Regions from separate parts of the Hordeum vulgare genome. Here region 1 is linked to region 2. The links are chromatin contacts, called in public Hi-C maps. All regions are on one chromosome and are shown on one strand. Each heading gives the region's core, a stretch centred on a gene start, on an enhancer-like site or on the middle of the called end of the contact. The rest is flanking DNA. Distances are from core to core; before and after follow the strand shown.

The links. A called contact is a pair of places that touch in the nucleus more often than the background predicts.
Region 1: a contact with region 2 is called in a Hi-C map of seedling, with 6 times the contacts expected there. The contact joins the promoter of LOC123404715 here to the enhancer-like site in region 2. A contact is called at or near these places in 3 of 6 Hi-C or Micro-C datasets (leaf and seedling) and 1 of 1 datasets of contacts at active chromatin or transcription factors (embryo).

What each region holds. Positions count from the first base shown.
Region 1 is chr6H:165,979,433-165,986,835 of MorexV3_pseudomolecules_assembly, reverse strand. It overlaps LOC123404715 (gallate 1-beta-glucosyltransferase 84A23-like), which reads right to left and starts at 3,063. Exons shown (of 1, transcript XM_045098662.1): 1 at 1,051-3,063. The coding sequence starts at 2,967. The coding sequence ends at 1,489.
Region 2 is chr6H:165,783,276-165,790,758 of MorexV3_pseudomolecules_assembly, reverse strand. No RefSeq gene overlaps it. Among protein-coding and RNA genes, the nearest start is that of LOC123404715, 200 kb to the left of the region's middle. Within about 2 kb of position 5,953, at least 3 of the 3 cell types and tissues checked have open chromatin away from gene starts, as enhancers often do. A contact at or near this core is called in leaf and seedling, where this site is marked.

The DNA.
Region 1 (7,403 bases), core at 1,814-4,313, 200 kb before region 2:
CCACCTACAAAGTAGGGGCCAGTAGTACCATTGATATGAACACTAAAGGTACTTTGAAATAGTAAGCTCTTGATCCAAGAAATCCATTTGGGACCAAAACCCCGGGACTCTAACATCTCAAACAGGAAATCCCAACTAACTCTATCATATGCTTTATCATAATCTAACTTAAGCATAAGCCCTGACCTATTAGTTTTTTTCACCTCATGAATTACTTCACGAGCTAACACAACACTTTCAAGAATGTATCTCCCTTTAATAAAAGCAGTTTGATTGGGAGATAATCTATTGATAAGAACTTTAGAGAAAAAAATTACAGCACAGTTACTCAGGCTAATAGGTGTGAACTTTTTCATATGCTTGGCATCAGGCTCTTTTGGGATCAAAATGATCAGCGCAAAGTTGAGTCTATGCATATCTAACCTACCACCTTCAAACTCTCACCATTGTCATAAAGTCAGCTTTTATTACCTCCCAAAAGATATAATAGAATAGAAACGATAAACCATCTGGCCCACGGGCACCATTGGCCCTGTTTGGATACAAAGATATGATAGAATAGAAACGATAAACCATCTGGCCCACGGGCACCATTGGCCCTGTTTGGATACTCTAGCTTAGCTAGTGGTTAGAGTTAGTTTCTAGCTCATGACTAACCATAAACTAACTCTAGCCAAATAGGTGTTTGGATGGAAGGGTTAGATTGACAATAGATGCACTTTATGGAAATAGAAAAGTGATTTTTAATAGACCCCATGAAAACTAGCTCCAATTAGCATTTATTGGCTAGTGGAAGAGAGAGAGAGAAATATTTTTTAATGAACCCCATAAAAACTAGCTCCAATTAGCACCTTTTGGGTGAACTAGTTTTTTTTAGGTGAGTTAGATGCAACTAGCTCTAATCTAACCCTTGTGTTTGGATACTTTAGGGCTAGTTGAATCCAAACTAGCTCAAACTAACTCTAGCCCATGGATCCAAACAGGGCCATTGTAATAAGAACAAAACATGGCCTCTTTAATTTCCATGGAGGGTTTAAATTACTATTTAAATAGACACAATTAATTGAAATGTATAGCTTGCCTGGCTCTCTGTATGACTTACAACAAATATAACAAGATTATCAAACCGAACGAAATATCATGCTACGAATACCAATGTAATTATTACTTTTTTCATTTAAAATAAATGTCTCAACTTTGTATATTTTCATATAATATAAAGTTGAGAAACTTATTTTAAGATGAAGAGATTATTAGCTTTGGCTCTCGCAGTATCTTGAGACTTCAGTGCCAAGCTCCAAGACTCCCAACCTAGCGTCGACGATTGACTTCAATTAGGCGGCGATGCTCGTACCAATCGACGCTTCCAACTCTGTGCGCCAACGTAGCCGCCTACCTAGACAAAGCTGCTTCGGTTGTGTCTCGCTTTTGAGCTTTAGAAATCTCTGCACATTTTTTCAATGAAGATGGCTGAAAGATTCCTTAATTTCAACGTATGGAAGATGAACCGAAACCTTGCTGCTCCCCAGCCACGGGTTCCTTATCTGCCCGCGCGCCGCTGGCTCGCGCCACCACCTCGTCTACGAACGCCTGCACGTGGCGGTCCGACGACCCGCCGGGCGCTACGGCTGTCCTCGCCGCCGCGCTCCACGCCCTGGCGTTCTCGAGCATCGCGCTGGCGTCCGGCCCGGCCACGGCGTCCTCCACGGCGTCGCGCACGGCGTCACGTCCCAGCGGCGCGCCGATGCGCACGCCCATCTTGAACTCCTCCACGAGGTACTTGGCGTCCGTGCACTGGTCGCCCCACTGCGGGAACGCCACCACCGGCAGCCCCGCCGCGAGCGTCTCCAGCGTGGAGTTCCAGCCACAGTGCGTGAGGAAGCAGGCCGTGGACGGGTGCGCGAGCACCAGGTCCTGCGGGCTCCATGGCACCACCATGCCGCGCCCGGCGACGGAGTCCAGGTACCCCTCCGGGAGCATCGCGCTGCAGTCCGGCCGAACCACCCACAGGAAGGGGCGGCCGGTGAACGCGAGCCCGTGCGCCATCTCGGCCAGCTCCTCGGCGGACAGCACCACGACGCTGCCGAGCGACGCGTACACGACGGAGCGCGGCGCCTGCGCGTCCAGCCACCCCACGCAGTCGTCTGCCGACTTGATCATGTCGCCGCGCACGGCGCCCTCCTCCTCCAGCTCGACGAGCGGGCCCACGGGGATGAGCGGCGGCGGCGGCGGCGAGACGCCCGGGAGCGCGTCCACCACGTCGGCCTCCAGCTCAGCGAAGGAGTTGACGAACACCCACGACGCCTTGTGGATGGTGCGGAACTGCTTCAGTATCGCCTCGGTGAGGAGCTTGTAGGGGTTCGACGGCAGCAGGAACGACGGCACGTCGGCGACGGACAGCGCCGGGAGCCCCGGGAGCTTGACCCGCGCGTCCAGGTCGTCCTCGGGCGGGAACTCCACGAGCCCGTGCACGTGGTGGTAGTAGAGCGAGAACACGGCGCACGACTGCACCCACAGCACCGCCGTGGGTATGCCGGCGTCGTGGGCGACGTCGACCGCCCACGGGAGGAACGGGTTCCCGACGACGCACGTCACCGGTCGCCCCGCCGCCTCCTGGCGCCTCAGCAGCTCCGCGAACGCCACCGGGCCGGACGTCTCCAGGTGCCGCATCAGGGCGTCGAGCTCGTTCCCGTCGAAATCGTCGTCCAAGAACTCGAACCTTATGCGGCCGCGGCCGAGCGGCACGCCGTCGCCTCCAGCCTCCACCCCGGACGAGGCCGTGATCTTGCCTCCAACATACGAGGTCGAGGAGAAGGTGACCAGGAGACCCTTGGCCGCGAAGCGCTTGGCGAGGCGGAGCATGGGGTTGACGTGGCCCTGCCCCGGGAAGCATATGAGGAGCAAGTGGGGCGCCGACGACGTCGCCGCCGCCGCCGCGGTGACCGCGGCCGGGGCTTCCTCGCCCATGGCTGTCCGGCTGTTATCGAGATCCCGAGGGGCGGAAATAAATGTCGTCTTCTCTTCTTGCCTGATACTGAGCTGAGGCTACACTGGTGCAGATGATCACTGGGGGCTTACTCTTTAGCTACCGCATTTATACGGAAATCGGTTCGGTCGTGACGTGTGCGATGCCGTCCGACGTGCCATGATACTTGTCCAGCAGTTTTGTGCCGTCTAGGCGAAGCAGGAGGGGTCAAGTTTGCCTCTGTGGCTCTCCCCACATTTGGTGGTAACTATTTTGCCGTTACAATATACTCATTATTCATTGTACAGCAAGAATGTGACCTGGAATGAATATTACTCCGGGGAAACAGCTAGGTGGGTGTGACAGGATAGTAGAATATGAATATGACAGCAAGTTAGAGATTTTTTTTCAATAATTAAAAAAAATCAAATAGTCAAGAAGTATTTTTAGATTAAATTTGACTTTGTTTTGCACAAGCATATAATTTTTCGTGGGAAAAAAATAGTATTGGCTTCAGGGTAAAAAGACAAATTATTTGTTACTATAGCTTACTATTTACGCTATTTTGATCCGAAATTTCACTTTTCTTAAAGAGGTCAAAGGGTTAAAGAATTGTGAAATTTTTCCCGCAAGTATAATTGGATGTCAAGTTTATTTTTGAAATATTTTTTAAATTTTTAATTTTTTATTGAATTGCTAAAAGATCATATAAATTGTATATACACCAATAAAACAAATGTTTCTCTCCTTATCGGGAGGTCCAATCTCTATCAGTAAGAACATCTACAGCCGGACATAGCAAATTTAACCCTGCAAACGACTGTCGACGCGTTTGGTGCGTCCGCTAACACTCAAGAGACACGTCTCATTTGTTGACTTCCACACGCAGGTCCATCATATCAAAACCCTTGGAACCTTACAATTCATATAACTCTACATAAAATTAGAACAACATGCAGTTCATCGAATAAGATTGCATTGCCGGACAAAAGAAGCATATCATCGAAGTTCATCGGCAAGTCCATACTACAAGCTACTTAAAACATACTTAAAATATAAACAAAAATGGGGAAGGGCGGCGAAAATCACCATTTCTTCACCGACCCCTTCCCTTATCGATCTTCGACGCGGTTTGTGCCCCTCCTCAATGTAGGCGTCGACGTGCGAAGGTGCGTCGTCGCCGGAGCTGGAGGTGGAGTTGTCCGTTAGATCGAAGATGTCGGAGCTGCACCTCATGCCCGATAGCCTGCGGAGCAAGCGGTCTTGCTTCTTGGCATTGCTGGCTGCCATCGCCTTCGTTGTCGCCTCCTTGTTTGCTTCGTGCCTCGACAACTCGATGGCCAGTCGAAACGCCTCGGCATTCTTGCGGCGAAGGCGGCGTGCATTTGTCTTCGCCGTCATGAAAGAGTGACGGGGGACTGACATGAGGAGCCAATAAGACGCGTCCGGGTAAAAAGGCAAAAAATATTTGCTATTATAGGTTACTATTCATACTATTTTGATCAAAAATTTATCTTTCCTTAAAGAAGTTAAAGAGTAAAAGAATTATTAAAATTTTCCCACAAGTATAATGGGAAGTCAAGTTTATTTTTTTATTTTTTTTGAATTGCTAGAAAAAATCACATAGAATGCATATACATGCAAGAACCAAATGTTACTGTCCTTATCGGAAGGTCCAATCTATAGTTGTAAGAGCATCTGCAGCCGGACATGGCAAATTCAAGCCCACAAACACGGACGCGTCCGGGTGCGTCCGTTAGCACTGACCAGGCATGCCTAATTTGTTGACTTTCTCACGTGGCTCCATCACATCCAAACTTTTAAAACCATACAATTCATATAACGCTACGTAAAATTAGAACAGCACGCAGTTCATCGGATAACATGGCATTGTCGGACAAAAGAAGCATACTTCATGGAAGTTCATCGGCAAGTCTATACTAGAAACTACTTAAAACATACTTAAAATATAAACAAAACGAGAAAGGACGGAGAAAAACACCATTTCCTCACCGGCCCCTTCCCCATTCGATCGTCGATGCGGTTGTGCCCCTCCTCCGTGTAGGCGTCGACGTGCGTAGGTGCGTCGTCATAGGAGTTGGAGGTGGAGTTGTCCGTCAGGTGAGAGCTGTTGGAGCCGCCCCTCATGCCCGATAGCGTGTGGTGCAAGCGGTCTTGCTCCTTGGCATTGCTAACCGCCTTCGCCTTCGTTGTCGCCTCCTTGTTTGCTTCGCGCTCTGACAACTCGATGACGAGTTGGAACGCCTCGGCATTCTTGCGGTGGAGGCGACGCGCATCCATCTCCGCTTTCGTCAAAGAGCGATGGAGGACCAACGCGAGGAGCGCGTCCTCGGGGTCGACCGATGCCCAGCCATCGCCTCCACCTCTCCCTCGCTCGTTGTCGCTCGCATCGGGCTACATGCGCACACGTGCCTCGGAATCGGACGTCCTCGTGTGCCCCGTCCCCGTCGTAGGGCACGAGGACCCAACAGTGGCCAGGTACCACTTTCTGGACCAACGGGTGGTGGAGGTGAGCGGCGTACCTGAAGGAGCGGAGGGGAGTTGTGTGCCGGGCGGAAAGGGCAGGCGACGTCGACGGGCGGCGGGCGCTCAGGAAGAAGATCTGTCGTTGTCGGTGCCGCCTTGCTTGAGCAGCGACCTCCTAAAGGTGATGCGGAGGGCCACCTCTTCCACATTGATGTTGGAGCCATCGGATTCTGCACGGGAGTTGCTTCCATCGCCAACCATCCGATTGAAGGGAAGGGCTTCGAAAGTGGACTCGATGAAGAGAGTGAAGTGATCGGTGTCTGGGGTTTTTTGGATGAGGTTATTTTATGGGGGCGGTGGTGGGCCGTGCTGACGCGACGAGCGTCCGGACCATCTCATATCTGTCTCCTATTGAGGCTGAATATAAAGGGTGATGGTCAGCACGGATGTTTGAAACGCATTTAGAACACCGTTTGAATTATTATTTTTTGACCGGACGGCAGGGTTTTAAATTACTGACTATTATCAACTATAACTGCCGTTATTGTTGTTTATGCAGTGTCTAGCTATTTTGCTTTCCTTTACAATCTTGTCGATATAGTCCGCTATAGCCTCAAATAGCCCAGCTATAGCCCCAAATAGCTCAATGGAAAAGCCAGGAAGCTACTCCCGCCGTCATAGTTTATAAGGCATGCACGTGTACCTAGGTCGTCAATTTAACTTATATAAAATATATTATTTAACATAAAAATTATATCATTAGAAAATAGAACATCTAAAGTTTCTAATGATATATTTTTTGTAATATATGTCTCTCATTAAGTTTGTCAAATTAACGACCTAAATACACGTGCCGGACTTAGGCCCTGTTTCTTTAAAAAGTCCTAGGACTTTTTTTAGTCCAAACTAAAAAGTCTCTACTCCCTAACCGTTTTTTCCAAGGACTAAACATGGACTAGAGGTCATTAAATGACATGCAAAAAGATCATGTTACCCCTAGTAATATACTAGAAGTTTATTAAATGACATGCTAAAAGTAGGGGCATTGTTAAGAAAAGAGCCAAAAAAGTTCCAAAAAGTCTCTTCCATAGGGACTTCTTCCTTTAGTCCCAAATACCCCATTTTAGTTCCTAAAAGTCTCTCCTGTTTCTTTCACATGGGACTAAAAGGGACTTTTTTTTAGTCCCTACACCAAAAAGTCCCTGAAAAGAAACACCCCCTTATAAACTGAAATGGAGGAAGTAAATCCATTAGCTGGCAATTTAAAACCTTGGCGGACGGTGAGTGGACATCCTGGCCCGTCGTATAAGATCTACTCCCTCCGTTCCTAAATATTAGTCTTTAAAGGAATTTCACTAGTGGACTACAAACGGATGTATATAGACATACTTTACAGTGTAGATTCACTCACTTTGTTCCGTATGTAGACTTCTAATGAAATATCTTAAAAGACTTATATTTAAAAACGGAGAGAGTATTTAAGAGGTTTGGGTATAAATGTTATAGGTGAGGCGGTGAGCGCGATTCAAACAAGTTCAAAATGAACAACCCCATTCACGGGTATCAAGCTGCTGCGTATGTTTTTTCTCTTCTCTGGATAGTGTAGCGGCTGCGCACGTTACTTGTGCACCACATGTTGGTTACTCTGTTCTGCACCACATCATGATCACCCTTTTGCGGGCTTTTATATGATACAGAAGCTACCACCAACACAAACAATTTTGCGTCGTAGGAATACGATCCGAAAATGACGTGTTTCGTTTTAGCCGTTCCCATAAAATACTAGAGTATGCATGTAATGCATCTTTACTACTCCTGTGAATGCGGTGGACACATTTGTCTGGCAAAATCGACGAAATTAATTCGTAAATAAAACAAATTCACAAACTAAACTGGGTTTAAAAAATATTTATTCAGCTAATCTTTTTGTATGGCGTCTGACAGTCGGTCA
Region 2 (7,483 bases), core at 4,704-7,203:
ATCCCGACGGTAGATGTAGAGGTAACGTGCCGACGGCGATCACATCGACCTTGGAGCCATTCCCGACGCGCATCGTCACCTCGTCCTTGGCCAGTCTCCGCTTATTCCGTAGTTCCTGCTTTGAGTTGCAAATGTGAGCAACATCACCGTTATCAAATACCCAGGAGCTACTACGAGCGCTGGTAAGGTACACATCAATGACATGTATATCACATATACCTTTAACGTTGCCGGCCTTCTTGTCCGCTAAGTATTTGGGGCAGTTCTGCTTCCAGTGACCCTTTCCCTTGCAATAGAAGCACTCAGTCTCAGGCTTGGGTCCATTCTTTTTTTCTTCCCGGCATCTGGCTTACCGGGCGCGGCAACGACTTTGCCGTCTTTCTTGAAGTTCTTCTTACCCTTGCCCTTCTTGAAACTAGTGGTCTTGTTGACCATCAACACTTGATGCTCTTTCTTGATTTCTACTTCTGCAGACTTGAGCACCGAGTACAACTCGGGAATGGCCTTCTCCATCCCTTGCATGTTGTAGTTAAGCACAAAGCCTTTGTAGCTTGGTGGGAGAGACTGGAGGATTCTGTCAATTATAGCATCATCCGGAAGTTCGACTCCAAGTGAAGTCAGACGACCGTGTAACCCAGACATTTTGAGTATGTGCTCACTGACAGAACTGTTCTCCTCCATCTTACAGCTAAAGAACTTGTCGGAGACTTCATATCTCTCAACACGGGCATGAGCTTGAAAAACTAGCTTCAGCTCTTGGAACATCTCATATGCACCGTGTTGCTCAAAACGCCTATGGTGCCTCGTTTCTAAATTGTATAACATGCCACACCTAACCAGAGAGTAGTCATCACTCCGTGTTTGCCAGACGTTCAGAATGTCCTGGGCTGCTGCGGGAGCGGGAGGGTCACCTAGCGGTGCATCAAGGACATAAGCCTTTTTAGCTGCTTCAAGGATGAGCTTCAAGTTGTGAACCCAGTCCGCATAGTTGCTACCATCATCTTTCAGCTTGTTTTTCTCTAGGAATGCGTTGAAATTGAGGTTGACGTTGGCCATCTACAATATTTATAAAGACAACTTTTAGACTAAGTTCATGACAATTAAGTTCATTTAATCAAATTAAGTATGAACTCCCACTTAAATCGACATCCCTCTAGTCATCTAAGTGATACATGATCCATATCGACTAACCCGTGTCCGATCATCACGTGAGACGGACTAGTCACCATGGTGAGCAACTTCATGCTGATCGTATTCAACCATACGATTCATGTTCGACCTTTCGGTCTCTTGTATTCGAGGTCATGTCTATACATGCTAAGCTCGTCGAGTCAACCTAGGTGTTTCGCGTGTGTAAATCTGGCTTACACCCGTTGTATGCGAACGTTAGAATCTATCACACCCGATCATCACGGGGTGCTTCGAGACAACGAACCTTCGCAATGGTGCACACTTAGGGGAATACGTTCTCGAAATTTTAAGAGGGATCATCTTATTATGCTACCGTCGTTCTAAGCAATAAGATGAAAAACATGATAAACATCACAATGCAATCATATAGTGACATGATATGGCCATTATCATCTTTTCTCTTTCGATCTCCATCTTCCGGCATCGCATGATCATCATCGTCACCGGCGTGACACCATGATCTCCATCATCGTGTCTCCGTGAAGTCGTCACGCCAACTACTACTATCACTACTACTATAGCTAGCCGTTAGCAATGAAGTAAAAGTAGTAAGCACATGGCGTTGCATCTCATACAATAAATTAAGACAACTCCTATGGCTCCTATTACAATAACATGATCATCTCATACATCATACATGCAACATCATAACTTTGGCCATATCACATCACATGTCAAACCCTGCAAAAACAAGTTAGACGTCCTCTAATTGTTGTTGCAAGTTTTACGTGGCTGGTTTGGGTTTCTAGCAAGAACGCCTTCTTACCTACGTGACAGCCACAACGATGATATGCCAAAGCTATTTACCCTTCATAAGGACCCTTTTCATCAAATCCAATCCGACTAGAGTAGGAGAGACAGACACCCGCTAGCCACCTTTATGCATGGTGTGCATGTCTGTCGGTGGAACCAGTCTCACGTAAGCGTACGTGTAAGGTCGGTCCGGGCCGCTTCATCCCACAATACCGCCGGAAAAGAATAAGACTAGTAGCGGCAAGCAATTGACAAATCATCGCCCACAACCTTTTGTGTTCTACTCGTGCATAGAATCTACGCATAGAAAACCTGGCTCGGATGCCACTGTAGGGTTACGTAGCATAAATTCAAAAAAAATCCTACGCATATTCAGATCTTCCTATGGAGAGACCAGCAACGAGAGAGGGGTAAGAGCATCTTCATACCTTTGAGGATCGCTAAGCGGAAGCGTTACTAGAACGCGGTTAATGGAGTCGGACTCGCGGCGATTCAGATCGCGGTGTGATTCCGATCTAGTGCCGAACTACGGCACCTCCGCGTTCAACACACGTGCAGCCCGGTGACGTCTCCCGCACCTTGATCCAGCAAGGAGGAGGGAGTGGTTGGGAAGAACTCCAGCAGCACGACGGCGTGGTGTCAATGGAGAGACGAGGTCTCCCGGCAGGGCTTCGCCAAGCACCGGCAGAGAGGAGGAGAAAGAAGGGCAGGGCTGCGCCGAGGGAGAGGGAAAAGTGTGTCTCCAACAGCCCCAAAACCCCCACTATTTATAGGAGGAGGGGAGGGGGTGCGCCACCCCTAGGGTTCCCCCCCCCCCTAGGGGCCGGCGGCCACCAGATGGGAGAGGGGGGTGGCGGCCAAGGCACGGAAAGGGGGAGCGCCCTAGATTGGCCTTGGGCCTCCCCTGCGCCTAGGGTTTCCCCTCCCTCACTCTCTGGTGCGCATGAGCTTGGTGTGGGGGCGCACCAGCCCACCTAGGGGCTGGTTCCCTCCCACACTTGGCCCATGTAGCCCTCCAGGGTTTGTGGCCCCTCCCGGTGGGCCTCCGGAACCCTTCCGGTGGTCCCGACACTTTGCCGGTGGTGCCCGAAACATTTCCGGCATCCAAACTCATCCATCCTATATATCAATCTTTACCTCCGGACCATTCCGGAGCTCCTCGTGACGTTCAGGATCTCATCCGGGACTCCGAACATCCTTCGGTAACCTCGTATAACAATTCCCTATAACCCTAGCGTCATCGAACCTTAAGTGTGTAGGCCCTACGGGTTCGGGAGACAGGCAGACATGACCGAGACACCTTCTCCGGCCAATAACCATCAGCGGGGTCTGGATACCCATGGTGGCTCCCACTTGCTCCACGATGATCTCATCGGATGAACCACGATGTCAAGGATTCAATCAATCCCATATAAAATTCCCTTTGTCTGTGGGTATAGAACTTGCCCGAGATTCGATCGTCGGTATACCTATACCTTGTTCAATCTCGTTACTGGTAAGTCTCTTTACTCGTTCCGTAGCACGTCACCGTGTGACTAACTCCTTAGTCACATTGAGCTCATGATGATGTTCTACCGAGTGGGCCCAGAGATACCTATCCGTCACACGGAGTGACAAATCCCGATCTCGATTCGTACCAACCCAACAGATACTTTCGGAGATACCCATAGTGCACCTTTATAGTCACCCAGTTACGTTGTGACGTTTGATACACCCAAAGCACTCCTACGGTATCCGAGAGTTGCACAATCTCACGGTCGAAGGAAAAGATACTTGACATTGGAAAAGCTTTAGCATACGAACAATACGATCTAGTGCTACGCTTAGGATTGGGTCTTGTCCATCACATCATTCTCCCCAATGATGTGATCCCGTTATCAATGACATCTAATGCCCATGATCAGGAAACCATGATCATCTATTGAGTAACGAGCTAGCCAACTAGAGGCTTGCTAGGGACACATTGTGATCTATTTATTCACACATGTATTACTGTTTCGTGTTAATACAATTATAGCATGAACAATAGACGATTATCATGAACAGGGAAATATGATAATAACCATTTTATTATTGCCTCTAGGGCATATTTCCAACACCGTCGCGTTTGGAGGACGGCCGGGATGAGGGAGCGTCGGTGCGAGGAAGATAGTGAAGATAGAGGGAGTTGAGAGGGAGGAAGTGAGGCACGGAGAAGAAGATAACTAGATAAATTAAAAGTAGCGTGGGACGGCTAAGAACGCTACTTCTAAGCTATGGCCATGTTTGGATACTCTAACCGAGTTAGATGTTAGAGTTAGATTCTAACTCTAGACTAACCCTGAACTAACAATAACCAAAAAGGTGTTTGGATGGTAGGGTTAGATTGTTAATAAATGCACTTTTTCCAATCATTTGGGTCCTTTATCGAGGATTTCGTGTGGTTGAGGTAGAGGGAAAAGCAACCTTTTCTGGGCTCCACCAAACTCTAACCCAAATAAGCACCTCTAGGATGGGTTAGTTCTTTTGTGTGGGTTAGATGCATCTAACCAACTCTAACCCTTCTGTTTGAATGTTTGGGGGTTAGTTCGGTCCAATCTAACCAACTCTAACGCCAACCCATGAATCCAAACAGGGCCTATACAGCAGTAGAGTGTGTTGGTGTCCGACGCTGCTGTTAAGTGGGGTTCATCTACTGACACCGTACGAACATACTGGTAGCGGCGGGTCACACACACACGCTACTGCTACGTATCCCGTAATAGCTTTGATTTTAGTCAAACGCTACTACTATGGGCAGCCCCGATGGATGACGATGAACAACTCAGCAATAGCCTCGGGTCAGCGGCACGCCCTACTAACATATTCCTACTTGTAGCGCATGTTCGTCACACGCGCTACTACTAAGTAGCTAGAGGTGTCCACCTTTTCTGCGCTATTGTTAAGGTTTTATTTATAAACTTTATTTTAGTAGTGATGCGGCCTTGATGTGTTGGAAAAATAACCGAGCCGAACAAAGCTGAACCAAATTTGGGATGGATGTGCTACGTTGGATGCACGCACGACGGATCAAACACGAATGTCCATTTGCCACTCTAAATACATCCCACACGAATAAAATCCGAACGAAATGTCATCGTCTTAGGATCGTACGTAGGAGGTTGCCTTAAGCTGCTAGCGTTCGGGTTTTGTGCTAGCCCATGTACAACGAGGCCGTTCGATCATTATCTGTGATAGCACATGTACAATGAATCCTACTCCGTATTTTTCTGTATACTTCTTTCCATCTATCCGGGGCGGCCGACCAACGTGGCCCCTAAGGTGGCGCCGCCACCGCCGTGCGGGTCAGCAATGACGCATAGTCAAAGGTTCCTTGCCCGATCAGACGACTCCTCGCCGAGGTGCCTCACCCGCCTCACGCTTAGTCGCGGTATGCACTTTGTCCGTTTCGGCAGCGACGACGACTACGGGCTAGCCGCTAGCGCGCTGTTTCTTGAACGCACCGCAGGTACGGTTGCTGCGCGCATTGGCTCGCAATCTCCTCGGTGCCGACCTTCTGGACGGATGGGGTGTAGTGTATCCCGCCAGGATATTCCCGGCTCGATCGACCGCGACGCCGGCCTTTGTTTTTTTGCCGCTGCCTGTGCCTGGCTGGTTGTAATAGTAGGGGATTTGGCCATTTGGGCGGTCGGCACGAGAAAAGAAACCAATGCCCTGCAGCTAGTGTTGGAAAAGAACGGTACTAATAGAGATGTAAATGGCAAATAAATGGCAGCCACAAGTCTCATTTGTTTAGCTTTTTTTAACTTCGTAGTTTATTTTCCTCAAAAAATATATTAAACTATTAGATAATAAATGGGATTAAATGGGACACACTTCCCATCCCGTCCATCCCTAACTGCATGCTTGCCAAGCCTAGTTTCGCTGCTGGCGTTCTAGAAGATGGGTGCTGTCCACTCCATCCACCTACCCATGAGGCACGTGCCTGCAATAAACAGGAACCCGTCAAATCACTGATTTATAAGCCACTCCGGCATGGTACGGTGGTCCGACCCATCCAGATCCATCTACATGGAGACCACAGGCCACAGCTGCCGTAGCCCGTGCGTGGGGCTGTATGCCTATATCCATCGTTGTACTTTGATCAAGTATGATATATTTTTTTCTTTTGCAGTAGGATGTAGTATGTGACTAATTTTTCGGCCAGTGTTAGAAGCCAAGCCGTGCTTAATTGCTCTGTGTGCACCTCGTGGTATTTTAGTCTCATTATGGAAAGGAAAAATGTCCAAAACAAACATATAAACGAAAGTTAAATTAAATCCTGAACTTGTAATACCGAAAATTGACACATTTAACTGTTCGATTCCGGTCTATTTTAAACCTTGAGAGCGTTATCAAACAGGAATTCTCGATGTGGCAGCTCAAATTTCAGGATTGTTATATGTGGTTGTGACTGAGCCTGCCCAACATACACGAACCAAGTTTTTTTTATTTTTCATTTTTGAGGGATTTATTTTTTCTTGAAACGTGAAGTATTAAAGTACCGAAAGGCTGCATCCGCGACTGGGTCGGGGCAAACAGACGCGAGGCATTTTTTCTTTCCGTAAAACATGCAAAATAAAAGTACAAAAAACATATATTTTAAAAATATGGGAACACATTTTCAAACCTGATTATTATAAGAAATGTTTAAACAATGTAAGAAATGTTCATATAGTTTTATAAATGTTTATTGTGATTAACAAAAAGTAAAACGTGTATTTGGCCAAATGTTACCTTGTCACATTCTTTTTGGAAATTCGTAAATTATTTACGTTAGAAAACTTATAGTTGTTATTTCAGAATTTTTCACCTTTTGTTTGAAGAAATGTTTAAACTTTTTCATGAATGATTTTATATATGAACAGTTCTAGCACTTTTTTAACGACGTGTGCTATATATAACCACTAGCCGTCCTCACAATAAAAATTCAGGAAGACAAGTGGGTACGTGTAGTTTAAAAAATTATGTATTTTCATCATGAAAATGTAAAAGAGAATTTATTATATTTACTAAAATAAAAAACAAAGAAAACAGAAAAGAAAAAGGGAAAGATAACCAGAGTAGTGCGAACGAGCGAGCGACTGCGCTAATGGGCCAGCCCAATTTGTCCTAATGTTCAGCCAGCCCTTGCTAAATACCCATAGGATTTGAAATAGACGGGGATTAAAAAGTTCGATGTGTTGATTTCCGGGATTATATGTTCAGGATTTGATTTACCTTTCGTCTATAAGTTTAAGGTTTGTTTTGGACTTCTTACGAAATGTATTTTTGGACGTAGTATATTATTGTAAGGGCATGCCACATTTTTTAATCTCACGCAAATTTTTTATACATTGTATACACTTCTTTCTGAAAATGTCACAACCATATTTTTTGAAACTCGTGAACATTCGTGAAATGTTACATTTTTTTAATGGACGAAACTTTTGTTTGAGTCACAAAAATATTATTTACATTGTACATACGTTTTTAAAATGCCACGACATTTAAAGAAATCTGGTTTTAAAATAATTACGTT